Linked DNA regions of Gossypium hirsutum: region 1 is linked to region 2. A link is a contact called in public Hi-C data. All regions are on one chromosome and are shown on one strand. Each heading gives the region's core, a stretch centred on a gene start, on an enhancer-like site or on the middle of the called end of the contact. The rest is flanking DNA. Distances are from core to core; before and after follow the strand shown. Region 1 has its middle 10 kb from the start of LOC121214381. Region 2 has its middle 13 kb from the start of LOC121213523.

Region 1 (6,895 bases), core at 2,901-5,400, 380 kb before region 2:
GAAATTCGGCAGAAATGAAGAGAAAAATGGCAAAAGGGTGGAAGGATTTTGGGGAAAGTAAAAAAAAAAGAAGAAAAAAAGATGAACAAAATATTTGATAACCACCCCAATCCCTTGTTTCTCTCTATCAAACTCCCTACTACATCCACTACTCAGAATTTTAGTCCATCTCAAACTCTCCTGGACTCAGGAGCAAAAATAATGCCCACACGAAGATTCAAACACAGGACCTCCTTCACATCAACACTTCACTTATGCACCAGACCAGCAGGCCCATTCTGTTAATTATTTGCCAATTTTTACTTAAAAGCCTACCGACAAAAGATAAATACCAAAATTTTCCCAAGTCCTAGCTTGAACTTGGGACCTCCCAAACACAACCAAAACACATAACCACTAAAGCAGACAGATATTTTGTGTCACACATTCACAATACCCAAAATTAAAATTTTGGGGTGTTACAGAACATATATTTGTCTGGTTTACAATTTTAATTTTAGGGTTGTAAGGTTCTTTAGTGTGAGAATGTTGATTTTTTCCTTCCAAATATACATCCATCTATAGGTTAAGTTGCAATTGGACTAAGTCACTACTATAGATAAATAGAGATAGACACCAAAGGCTTGTTCACACAGTTTGAAAACTTCCTATGTTTGCGAGGCCTTGCTTAGAGAGTTAATCTACTATGCTTCAATTAGTACAAGTTGTGATTTAAGTCTCAGTCACTCACCAAGTAGCAACCTCGCTCCTATACTCTAAACATGATCACTCTCTCTTCAAGACTTTTCCCCTAAAAGCTTAGATGTAAATTGATTGACATAATTAAGTTTACTTTCATTGTTTTGCACTCAATAGAATAGTTCCTCTATAAACAAATAAAGTACTCTTTCAATTCATATGTCTAACCTAAACAAACCATGTTATAAATTAAAAAGGCTTGTTAAGTTACAATTAACCATTTTCTCTATTTCCTTCCTCCTTCCTTTTTCCTTCTTTCTTCTTTATTTGCCCTCCTATTCCTTCACTCATCTCATGTCTTAATAAAAAAGCCATTTTAATATCAAATATCTACAGTCCACCATATATCTTAAATTTATATATATCTATGTAGGGTTATGTGTGTTTGCTTTGAAAGAGATAATCAAACCATGGCATGCAAAGCAGCAAAATGTAAGAGCAAAATTTTCGCAACCATCATTATAAAAAGGGTCCACTTAAAGATATAAGGCTATTGGAAAGCAAGTGTATTCAATGAGACTATGTCTCCTCCATATCTTCATTTCAATATTGCAGCCTATGATAAGAAATTTCTATTCATCGAGATCCAAATGTGGGGGCACCTTTCGAATGATGGGTATCGACCCCATGCATGATAGATGGGATTGCTCAATAATTACACTGAGAAACACATATTTCAATTTGTGACATTTAGATCAAGGATTTAAGTGTGATTGTGAGCGACATAGATACTATCACAATTGGTTATATAGTAAATATTGACCTGGTGAATCAAAACTAAGATCACAGCTGAGTTGAACTATATTTTTATTTACATACACTTAAATTAATGTTGTGTGAACTTTATTTAATATATTTTAATACTGTTTTCAACTCGGCTCTAGAATGGTTTCTTTAATTCATACCGAAATTTTATATAATATTCTAAAAGTATATTAGTTTTTAAAAAATCAAGTCATATATATTTATAAAATTTTATAATAGCTAAAAAATTATAATAAAAATATATAAATATTTTTAAAATCAAGATATATGTTATATATTCTTATAAACTAAAAAATCATAATTAAAAATATAAAAATAGTTATAAAACATATTAGTCAATATATTGGGGTGGACGGATTTTATCTAAATTTTACCTCTAAAGTTTTAGGATGTTTTTAAAAAGTCAAACAAAAATTAAATTTAAGTGTAAATATTTGTTTAATTAAAAAATATAATTGTTTGTAGATATATATTACATGTTTAAATAATTAATACAATTACACTTTTCAAAATTTTTAAATGGTTGAAAGTCGAAGAATTATGTAAACAATTAATCATTATAACTTTAAATTTTTATATATAATATGTCAAATTATAAAAAATATATATATGATAATAAGATACTTTAGACAGTGTCACTTCGGTTGGGCACTTTATGTGGGGAGAGACCAGGGGTTGATTACTTGGCCGGAGCCCGGAAAACACCCAAGAAAGAGGAGTAGGGGTTGGCAACCCAATGCCAATGTTTTTTGTTTTATAGGGTTGAATTGTAGTTAAAAGTTGTCCTATCGATTTGTGGGAGTGAGTTGTCACCTTTGGAAAGCTTAATCATGAAACATAAGAAAAGTTTAAAGGCTTTGATTCAAGCATTAATTAATTAAAGTTATGGGAGTTTCTCTTTATTGGGCAAAGTATCTTGCTTTCAACCATTAAATATCCCATCAACTTTCAATTCAATGAATTCATTCAGGATCTACCCCAATTCTGGAACTTGCTACCTCAATTATGTCTTTAATGTCAGCCCACTTTACTCAACATAACTGGCTCATATACAATCTAACAAGTGCTTTCTAAGTGAGCCCCTTTTTTCCAGGATGGGCTCTCCAGGCCATTATATTTCCTTCCCCTTTTCTTTCAAGAGTTCAATGGTTCTATTACCTTTTGGAATACGGAATTCGAAATTATTCTCACTTTGGGTATGTATTTTTTTATCTAAATTAATCTTTAATGTTTCCTTCAAAATTTTAAAGTTTAGACTTTCATGGGAGAATAATTGCCAAATATCAAACTTCAATATGAAAACAGTTCTTAAAACAATTTTTAAGTTTAGGGATTAATTTAAATAAAAAAATTAAAATTCTAATGTGAGAGCAATTGTCTAGTCCATATCCCAATATAGAAACATTTATCAAATTCAATGACTAATTTGGATAAAAAAAGTTCACACCTCAAGGTGAAAGTTATTGCTAACTCAAGTCCCAAAGCTTTATAGCTTTGATAGGGATGGCAATTCGAATTTCGGATTTATCCAATTCAAATTTTACGGATTCAAAGCGGATGCAAATAGACCTCTTCTAACAAGTTTGCACCCAAAACCTCTTACACATAAAACCATGTTTTAACTACTAATACTGCTCTTAAACATTAGTTATAATTTACACAAGTTAATAATTAATGTATAAAAATATAATAAAAATATTTTTTTAAAATAAATATACTAATTAATAATAAAATTGAAAATAACTATTTCGTCTTCTTTTAAATGTCATGTAGCTTCTTCTAAATTTTATTTTTTTATTTTTAAACCTAAGCAAACAATGAGATGAGACCATCGTAATTCCTAAATTTTTCACTGCTTTTTTTATTATTTTATTAACTCAATTAGTTAAATTACTTTAAAAAAATTATTTCATATTTATATAATTAAAATAAATATTATAATATAAATTTATTTTCTAATATCACTTAATTATATTCAATACATGTTATATTATAAATAATTGTATACATACATGTTTAAGGACATATAATATATCAATTGTTATATATATATATGTAAATTATGAATGTATAATAATATTATTATACAATTATGATATTATAATTTGTATTATTTTATTAATGATATGTACCTAAACATTAAACGTGTAACTCATTTTACGGTAGATTATAATATATACAATTAGGATTATATAATTAAGGTAGATTATTTAAGATTACTAACCCTATATACAATTACATTATTATAATGTACATTTTTATATTAATGATATGTAAGATTAAACCCTAAACGTATTGTTATGAGAGACGTCAATACTGGTAATAGAATGATCGCAAAATAATAAGAAAAATAAAAATAAAAACACATAAATTTTACGTGAAAACCCTTTCGGAAAAACCCATGAATAGACTAATATCGATAAGTGAATGATACAAGATGATGTGATTCTGCCCACCAAGGCTGAATCAATTCTTGCCAAGGTGAAACAATTTGAAGTTGGGCCTAATTTCCATGAACCACATCTTCTTGAGATAGCTAGAACAAAGATTGATCATTTGTGTTTACCAATTAGGTCAACTATGGGGGGCGAACAAAGTGGGTCAAAGAAGAGTTTAAAGGGCCTATGTGTGGACATTGGGAACAAGCCCAAATTAATTATGTTCTGATTGGCCAAGACCAAGTCAAATGCTGATCCGAGAGTTGGATGAGACCTCCATTGGGTTTGGTTAATCATGAGACAGTTTAAGAAGACTTTAATTAAGTTTCATTTCAGTTTAATAAGTTTGTATCTTTAAATTATGTCTTGCATTATATGTCTACATCTTTAATTGTGTCTAGCATTATGTATTTTGCATTTAATTAAGTCATGCATAAAACCATCTCATATGTTAATTAAGTTTGTGTTTTAATTATGTACATTATGAAAATAAGTTTGCATTTTAATTAAGCCATGCATTTATGCATCTTATATGTTAATTATATTTAAGCATAGGTTGGAGTTACATGTTCATAAATAAATGCATGTGTGTATTTACATTATGCTGGTTTCAATCATAAATATGTGTGTTTTAAGTTAAATATTTTAGCTGAATATGAATATGAAAAGTTGTCAATGTTTAATGTCTAATTATTTATCTTGTAGCTGACTATTTATAGGACTAAGAATAACTCTTCAAGTCTAATCGATTTCATTCATTTAAAGCTCATTATGGTGGTTGTTTAAATGAATCATGAGTGACTCTTCAAAATCTGATTGGTTTCATGCCCTTAAGGATCATTATGGAGCCATTAAAAGAGATGAATGTCAAGCAACATAACATTTGGTCATAAGGGGGATAAAGGGACACTAAACAGCACAATCATGGAAGATTAAGCTTTCAACAAATGAAGAGACATGACTTTTTAGCTATCTGAATCAAGTGAAGAGTCATGACTTATTGGTTGCCCATCATAAAGTTATAACCAAATTTTAAGTTGTGATAAAAGCTAGTGTAGCTGCTGAATTTGAATAGTCAAATTAGGGCCTATATATATCTTGTAAAAGGACGATGTTGAGGTTAGATAATTATTCTGAATATAAACTTTGTTGGTGAGATTATTATCTCACGGTTCTTCATTGGATTAAGCTGAACTTATCAAACTTTTATGAGTTTGTGGCATTCACCCAATTGTCTTATCAATTCATTTCCCATCACGGAGTGTGGCGGCTTTGCTTACCAAGGTTCGAGTATTCTTTCACATTTAAGTGGGTCATAGTTTTAATATAACTACGGTTCCTTAAAGTATTCAAGTGCTACGGGTCAAGGTTTCCACCAATTGAACCTATTCGAGACGGTCCTTCCATTCGAGCTATTTTCCAAACCCTCCAAGTTTGGAAATTTGTATCACAAGAGGAGTTTTGACTATACCTATTTAAGGGTTGAAAAAACCTACAACTCTTAACCTCTCACCCCCACAGATCCCCTTATTTATTTTTTCAACAAGTAACAGAATTCAAGTCACACAAACTCTAACACGTATAACTAAAATTATGGTAAATTATAATATATACAATTAGCATTATATAATTAGGGTATATTATTAATGATATGTAATCCTATATACAATTATGATATTAAATGTATGCTTTTATATAATGATATGTAAGCTTTAACTCTAAATGTGGAACTAACTTTATGGTAGATTATAATATATGCAATTATAATTTATTTAGAATTCTTATGTTTAAGTCATTAGGTATATTATATTCAAACAAAAAAAAAAGTTGTTAGGTACATATAAATTGTTTTGGAGTTGTTAAGTTTAATTTGTTTGGATTTTTATTTAACTACTTCTCTTAATTCATTTTACATTATTTTTTTTTAATTATGAATAAATTTTGTTTTGTTTTATTTTATATTATTTTTAAAATTTTAATTTTAAGATATTCAAATTTAGATTTTTTTGGATTCAAATATATGACGAATAATGATTTTTAATTTGAATTTGGATTTGGATTTGGATTTACACAATAGTACTCAATAATTTACAGATTCATATTTTTAGATACATTTGCTAATTCGGATTTAGATACTCAATAATTTACGGATTCATATTTTTAGACACATTTGCTAATTCAGATTTAGATAAGTAAAAAAAGTACAAATATTCGACCCATTTCTACTCTTTGAGTTTTAAAATGGTTCCGACTTAAAGGAGAGTTGATTTTTTTTTTCAAACTACTTTTAACCCTCAGCCAATATTGTAAAAATTGGATCAATAATCGAATTCATCTCACTATTTTATGATTCAACAAAATCTAAAAAAAAAGTAAAAAGATTTCGCCAATTGAATCCTGATTTTTTTTTCTCAATTTATAATTTTTTACTGGTTAAAAATAATTTACTTTATGTTTGATTTTTTACCACCAATTGGATCATAGATTTTTTATTTAACAGTTAACCAACACAATTGATTGATTTAGTCCAATTTTGACATCACTCCTCTTAATCTCATAATTAATTATATTCACTTGATGAGGATATTATGCATGACTAAATTTTTAATACTTAATTTTTCAACATTTATTTTTTCAGCATTTAATTTTTCAATTTATCAAGCAACACCAACATTAAATCTAAGTTTTTATTTTGTTCTAGTCTACTGGCTTGTTTATTATTTTATTGTGAATTTAATTTTAAAATTTGTATATTCATTTGGGCCCAAACCTCAAACTTAAATTTCAAACCTTCACCCAAGCTTAATTTGGGCCTAATTAGAAATATGATTCTTTTGGGTTAAAAGTATTTAGGAGTTCTCTATATTATTGGAATTGAATTAAATTATTCTCTTTCTTAATAAATGGATCATTTTAATGCTTATACTTTTTAAAAAAAATTAATTAAGCCCAAA
Region 2 (7,494 bases), core at 407-2,906:
GTGCCTACCTAATAGACTCCAATGAAAAAGTAACCTATTTTAGTAAATTTTTTTGACATCCTATTTCAGTATTTTTTTTCTATACCATTTGTGTAAAAAACCCTAATATGCATCTTTATTGAACTAAAGTTGTGACCTATTGGCTAGGTGTTCACCTACCCTAGAAATAGCTTAGTTTGTTGTCCCAAAAAATGTTTTTTTTTAAATTATATTTTAAGCTTAACAATTTAATATTCAATAATTTTATTATTATAGCCTTAAAAGTTAATTCAATAACATAAAATTTTAAAATAAAGAGATAATTTATTTAAAATTAATTTAATATTTAATATAAAAAAATTTAAAGATAAATATAATTTCTTGTCAGTTGAGTCTTAGTTCGATTGGCATTAACATTGTTGTCAGTACAGGATGAGGTGAGTTTGAGCACACACCCCAAAACTAGATAATTTTTAAGAAAAATCAAAATCGTGAATAATAAAAATTAATCGTAAAATTATTTAATAAAAATTCAGGAAATTATTTAATAAATTTGTCTATTAATATGAATTTCCTAGAAAAAAGAAACCCACAAAAACCAGGTTATTCTCGTGCTTATTATTTTATTTGCGTGACCATATTTAAATATGTATAGGAAGATATTTTTTTTATCATGACAATACTGTAGAGGGGTAAGGGGTGACAATATTTAAATATGTATCATGTAGATGTTAGATGAAAGTTTTAACCGTTGTTTTAAGCAAATTTTGAGAAGATTAAATTTTAGTATTATTCTCTATACATTTCAAAATTTATGGATTTAGTCTTTGTATTTTAATTTGATCATTTTTAGTACATGTACTTTTCAAAATGATTGATTATAGCCCTTGTACTTTTTGAATTTTGAAATTTTAGTATTGACTCAAATAGAAACAGTTGATTTTGTTTGGTCAAATTCAATTACTAGTTGTGTACTATGCGTACAATTGTAGGTTTGGTCCATTTTCTCCAATCTGATCATTCTAAATCCATATGCTTATTGAATTTGAAATTTTAATCTTAACGCGAATGGAAATCGTCAATCCATTAACTAGATTTGTAATGAGTAATATGTGGAAATAATAAGCTGACATGGCATTACACACGATAATATGTTTGGTGCATCAAGTTTTGGAAACAGAAGAACTTAACTTAATAAATTTAACAATTATCATTTGATGAGGACTGAAATTTTAAAATTCAAAAAGGACATGAACTAGCATTGATCAAATCAAAGTATAGTAGACTAAATTCACAACTTCCATAAAGTATAGGGACTAATAGAAAATTTTAACGTTTTGAGAATGGGAGGAATTGTTTATATTGGAGAAAATAGCATGAGATATTTTATTCTCACATAAATAAAACATGGCTTAAAATTAACTAATATGTTTGTATATTGTTTGGCTTCAACAATCTGGTCTACCTTTAAAAAGAATTAATAAAACACAAACCGACCGACCACGCAATCCAAGTACCATAAATGTTAGAAAATCAAAATGGGGCCACATTACAAACATTTTTGAGTGAAGACAAGAGAGGTAACAGTGACTTATAAATGCACCGTCATTCCATGCATCTACATAATGCGTCCAGTTTTATAGCTTGTCCACTTCACACGTGTTCATTCACTCACCCTCCTGTCAGAGAGTGTCGGCCTTTTTGCCCTTACCTCGTTTTTGGACGGACCCTAATCCACCAATCCATCCCCGGCCCTTTCAAGTCAAACCACTTTCTTTCACTTTTATTTTCTAACAACACTTTTATTCAAACTTTTTCAAATTATTATTTTCCGTTTATTTAGAATATAAATTTATATTTAAAAATAATATACAATAATACATAAATATGTATAATATCAAAATAAAAAACAGATTATGTTATAAGTAAAACAAAATTCAAACACTTATATATCATATTAATACTATTAAATTAATACAATTATTTAAATAAACATCTTTACTTCTCAATTTATAATTCAATTTCTTCCCCTGAAAGAATTTCTGGATTCACCTGTGCATATTAAGTCATATCATTAATAAATTAATTAATAATTTCAAAAGCATTAAAAATAAATATATAAACTGAATCAAATCTAAAATTTATTATTGATTTTTTTCATAAAATTATTTATTGTAGAAAGATTAACAAAACACTAAATAAATCTGTATATTTTTAACATATATGTTACTAATCTAGTGCATATTTATATATATTAAACTTTGTTAGACATGCAAATGCATGTAATCAAATTCTTTTGTTTTTGGGTGCCATTACAAGCTTACACATAGGGTAGCATAGAATTAAATCTCAGATCTTGAGGAAAAAATATTTATTAAAGAGAGAAAAAAAAAGTAAGATATTTTTTTTAGGAAAAATAAATGAGTGATTAATTATGAGAAGTGGGAGATCTCAAGTTTTATCCTATTAATTAGATGTTGATTTATTTTAGGATGAATTATTATATAAAAAAAACTTATGAAAAATGGATAATTTTTTAATTAAACGAGTAAAATCCTCAAAAATATTTCTTTTGCATTTATGCATGTATTATCCAATTGAGTGAAAAGAATTGGTTGTTAGTATAGATAATGAGGTTTTGCTGAAGCAAAAGGTTTGAGATTTTATTGAAGTTGAAACCATTTGCTTTTTGTACCTCCTTTTTGCTTTTGTTTTCAAAAAGTTGATTTTGAAATATTACTTTTACAACACTTTTTTCCCACAAGATTTTCAAATTACATTTACATCCATTCCATTCACTTTGCATGCTTGTTTTATTGTTTATGTGAAAATAATAAATTTATAAAACAAAAATTAAATGAAGAAATGGTAAAAGTTTGGAATGAAATCCCATCAGAATTTAACATGATTTGAAATGAAAATAATATCCCCACAATAATTTTTATTATTTTATAAAATTAATCAATTGAAGCCCTTAAATATAGTCTAGATAATATTATTAAGAAGGGAGATGAAGTTGTTTTCAAAATATATTATTTTATTCAATCCTTTAGTACAATGGAATTGAGTTAATTTTTGTAGAATTGCATTAAATTACCAAAAATATTTGCTAGAAATTAAATTAAGCAAGCTCATCTTAGAAATTACATAGGATACTCTTTGAAAAGAATTCCATAATAAATTTTTTTCCCTCAAGTGCACATGGAACAATTTTGCTCTAATTCACCACAACCTCACAATGGACAAGAAAGAGTATATATATATGTATATATAGTATTGTAAACATTTTTTTTCAATCACATTTTTCTTGATAGATATATTTTATTCTTAAAAAAATACAAATAAAAAAAATCACAATGATGTCTTATTATTCCATCCCAATATGTCTCATCTTAAGGTGACATCAAAATCTTCTTATTTGAAAAAAAAAGAACAATTAAAATTGAAGAGATTCTCTTCATCTAGCAATGAAAGGCTTCATGGCAAATGGATATATTTCCAACATAAATCAAACCTAGATATGGAATATTATTTTGTGTAATATTTGACCATTTGAGTTATGGAACAATAATTACAATTTATGTCCTTTCATATGTTTTTGGATCAAAATCAAATGCTCTTGAGAAATCCAAATCAGGTTAATTTTTCTTATTAATTTCTATATTTTCATAATTTCAAGTCTAATTTATATGCAAATAATTTTAACTTTAGATTTTTAATTGTCATAAGGTGTTCATCTCTTTCCTTAATCATATGATGGGGAGCTCGATTCTCACTCATGAGAATAGAGCACATTTTATGGTTATCCATTTACCTCTTCATGGAGCATCCACGATAAAATAATTAATCACTATTATGGACAAATACAATTATTTTAATTTAATTTATTAGATAAAAATGTTATTAGCGGTGAGGTCCAAAAACATGTATGAAAAAGGAAATAAATAAATAAATAAAGGAAAAAGGAAAAAAAACATGTGCAATTGGTTAGAATAATGATGTGAGGTTCATGCATATTATATGCAGTACGTGAAGGGAAACATCAAAGGAGGTTTCTTAAACTCTTTGAAGAGATTATTCAAATGTATCTGAGCTTGTTGGACAGGTAAGTGTAATTTATTTATTTAAATTAATGAAATTTGGTTGATGATTAACCCCACCGGTGCCTGCCGAAGTCAGGCCTTGTCTCCTTCAAATGATTGCCCACCACAAACATTTGGTATAGAGAGAGTGATGACAATGGTGGCGTCGTGCCGGCCTGTAATGGCTGCCTTAGCTACACAAATCAACAAGGATGCTTTGATTGAAACTGGCTTTGTACTACACATCTCCTTTTGTGGATAATAAAATTTTAGAATTTTAATGTGCTTGGGGTAATTTTTCTGTTTTAAAAGGATTTAAATTGAATACTTATAACTGGGAGAGACTAAAACTGAAATTATTTCATTTAACCAAAAGATTATTGTAGGGTACATTTGCAATTGAACTAAACAACTCTACAAGCAGGTCATGTATTCTTTTATTTTTTAATTTTTATTTTTTTAATGTAAATTAAATATATTTGACAGGTTCTTAATTTTTCTTGTATGAAATCCTTACCGATATCTATATAATTTTTTTATAAATTTTTTGAATAATTTAATGTAATGTGTAAGAATGTACCTAAGCCTAAACAATGTTTACAATAAGTATTTTACCATTTCATCTATAACTCAATTATTGATATTTTTTAGGGAGAAGTATCAAAATTCTACATGAATTTTGGTTCAAGTACAATTTTGATGCACAAACTTTAATTATTTTATTGTAGTTCAAATGTATATATGAAACTCCGATTTTGATCTAATTTTACAATTTAAAGAAATAAGTATATTAATTTTATTTTTGTATTAAATAAATATAACTATTTGTTTAAAATGATGTTATATCTATAGTTGTATTAGTAAATTGTGAAATTTGAATCAAATAAACATTTAATGTATAAATTTGTACAAAATTATAGTTCACCTATAGCATTGCACATTGAACCAAAGTTCATGTGCAGTTTTGAACTTCATCCCATTTTTTTTTATAATTATAATTTTAATATTATGTTTTTCTTTCACTTACATCATGGGTGTAACAAAAATTAGTATACATAATATCTGCGATTAAGTTGGTGCCACAAATCGACTCAATATTGAATTTTCCTTTGACCAACATGATAACATTTTAACATGTTATAAAAAATAAAAAAATGATGATGAACAATTAGATTGTATTTAATATTTATAATATGATATGTTTAGGTATTTAAAGTTTTTTTTTACTTATAATTTAAATTAATTTTTTATTTTAATTCAATATAGATTGTATATATATCATTATTAATTTATTTTTAAACTCATACATACATATATATATATATATATTAACTACATGGTTTCCAAAGGTATTTTTGGTATATAATGCAATTTGTTAGTGTGTAATTGTAAGCTGGCCCTTAGCTGAAGAAAAAGGTATTTTGAGAACTTATAGGCTACAATTTAAATGGGCTGGACCGTGTACCCAGCTTATATTTATAAAATCTCTTCCTTTTCCTTAATCCAACATTCTATCCATGAGTTGAGGTGGCAATGGACTGATTTGATAGGTTTATGTTAGGTTATTTTGAGTTTAGGTTTTTTTTTTCATTTAAAGTTTAAAATTTTAGGTGTTTAAATTATTTTAGATTCGAGTTTAAATTATTTTGCATTAAATGTAATTATATTCAGTATTTTGAATTATATTAAATTATTTGGTCGGACTGGTTAGATCAAGAATTAGTCGTGGTTTCAATTTGGAATAAGGGGTTGGATAGATTGAATCACAAATTGGTTGAATTGAGCTAAAAAATTGATTAAATCGGTTTTTCTCTATTTTTATTGTTTTAATTTTTAAATTTTTAATAATTTATTCAATTGAACCAAAAAATTGATGGTCTAACCAATTTGATTATGAAAACCTTGATTATATTTAGGTAATTTCAAGGTCTAAACCTCAATATAAATTACTAATTTAATATTAATTTAAATTAAACTTTTTTTTGTAATATAATAATTTTAAGTATATTTTAATTAAAATCCATATTTTTATGGTTATTTGTTTGCATCGAAATGATATAACATTAATTTGTTATATAAAACCAATTGCTTTATGTAATTTTATTATAAAAATATGGTATATTATAAATTAATTATATTGATATTTAAAATAATTTACTTGGTAAAATTGATTCTCAAATAATATATTATAATTTATATTATTACTCTAAGAAACTTTTAGCAAATGGAATGTGTTATATATATCACTTTTCTTGGTTGTGCAATGCACGAAAGATTTAAAAATTCCAAGTTTTATATAATAATAATTATGAATATTTAATAAATTTTAATTTTTTTAAAACCACAATATTAAACAAATATATATCACTACCAATGAAACTGTTTGTTTTAATTAGGTTTTAATGTGAAAAAACTACACATTAATAATATAATGAATCTATTCCTTTGTCACAATTAGTCTGTTCTTTGCTCATAATTCTATTAATCACGAATATACAAAGTATATTGAGGTGAATTGTCATTTTATTCGGGATGCAATTTAAGAGAATCTTATTTCTCTTTCGTATGTCTCTACTACAGATCAGCTAGCAGATATATTTACAAAAAACATTAGGAAAGAAACAATTTGATTATTGCCTTAACAAGTTGGACATTTATGATTTCTTTTAGAAATAATTTTTTATATTATAAGAAGTAGAGGGTGAATAGAAATAATTTATATTATAGGAAGTAGAGGGCGACTAGGAGTAGTTTTCCTAGCTATTTCAACTCTAAGTGCTATATGACATTTATGATTTATTTTAGAAATAATTTTCTATATTATAAGAAGTAGAGGGTGAATAGAAATTTAGGTATAAAAAGACTAGAAAAAGTATTTAAGTTGAAGAGCGTGTGAGATTATAGAATAGAAATAAAAAAATAGATGGGAAATGCTAAGCCTTTTAATAGAAGTAGGATGTTTGTTGCGATGATACGTCAACCACCTACTAATTGAAAAATATGATTAGGAATTAAAAAAAACACTAAATTTAGAGATACAGAATAAATGACTAAACTTCAAATGTAGAATAGGTAATTTAAGATGGATTTGATTAGCTTCAACTTTGTACTGCTAAATGCAAAACTACTCAACGTGAAAATCGAACTCAAAAAATATGAAAAATGAGTAATGTAGAATAGTATAAGTTATTTTTGGCAATATTATTAGTTTATCTAAGTTATTTATCTGATTAAAAAAATCTATATTACAAGTATTAATAATGTGATAATGTTTTTAATATAAAATTTATTAATTTAAATAAATATGTAATTTGATTATACAATTTTTAAAACTATAATATTTATTATTATGTTATTTATCTAGGAAATATTTGAAAGACATGTTTTGTTGGAAAATATGTAATTTTTGAAAACTTTGAGGCATATTTTCGAT

The links. Hi-C and Micro-C count contacts between places; a contact is called where the count stands out from the background.
Region 1: a contact with region 2 is called in a Hi-C map of leaf, with 2.1 times the contacts expected there. The contact joins two enhancer-like sites. A contact is called at or near these places in 2 of 34 Hi-C or Micro-C datasets (leaf and petal).

What each region holds. Positions count from the first base shown.
Region 1 is chrD01:33,332,521-33,339,415 of Gossypium_hirsutum_v2.1, reverse strand. No RefSeq gene overlaps it. Among protein-coding and RNA genes, the nearest start is that of LOC121214381, 10 kb to the left of the region's middle. Within about 2 kb of position 4,150, at least 3 of the 9 cell types and tissues checked have an H3K27ac peak or open chromatin away from gene starts, as enhancers often do. A contact at or near this core is called in leaf, where this site is marked.
Region 2 is chrD01:32,948,228-32,955,721 of Gossypium_hirsutum_v2.1, reverse strand. No RefSeq gene overlaps it. Among protein-coding and RNA genes, the nearest start is that of LOC121213523, 13 kb to the left of the region's middle. Within about 2 kb of position 1,656, at least 3 of the 9 cell types and tissues checked have an H3K27ac peak or open chromatin away from gene starts, as enhancers often do. A contact at or near this core is called in leaf, where this site is marked.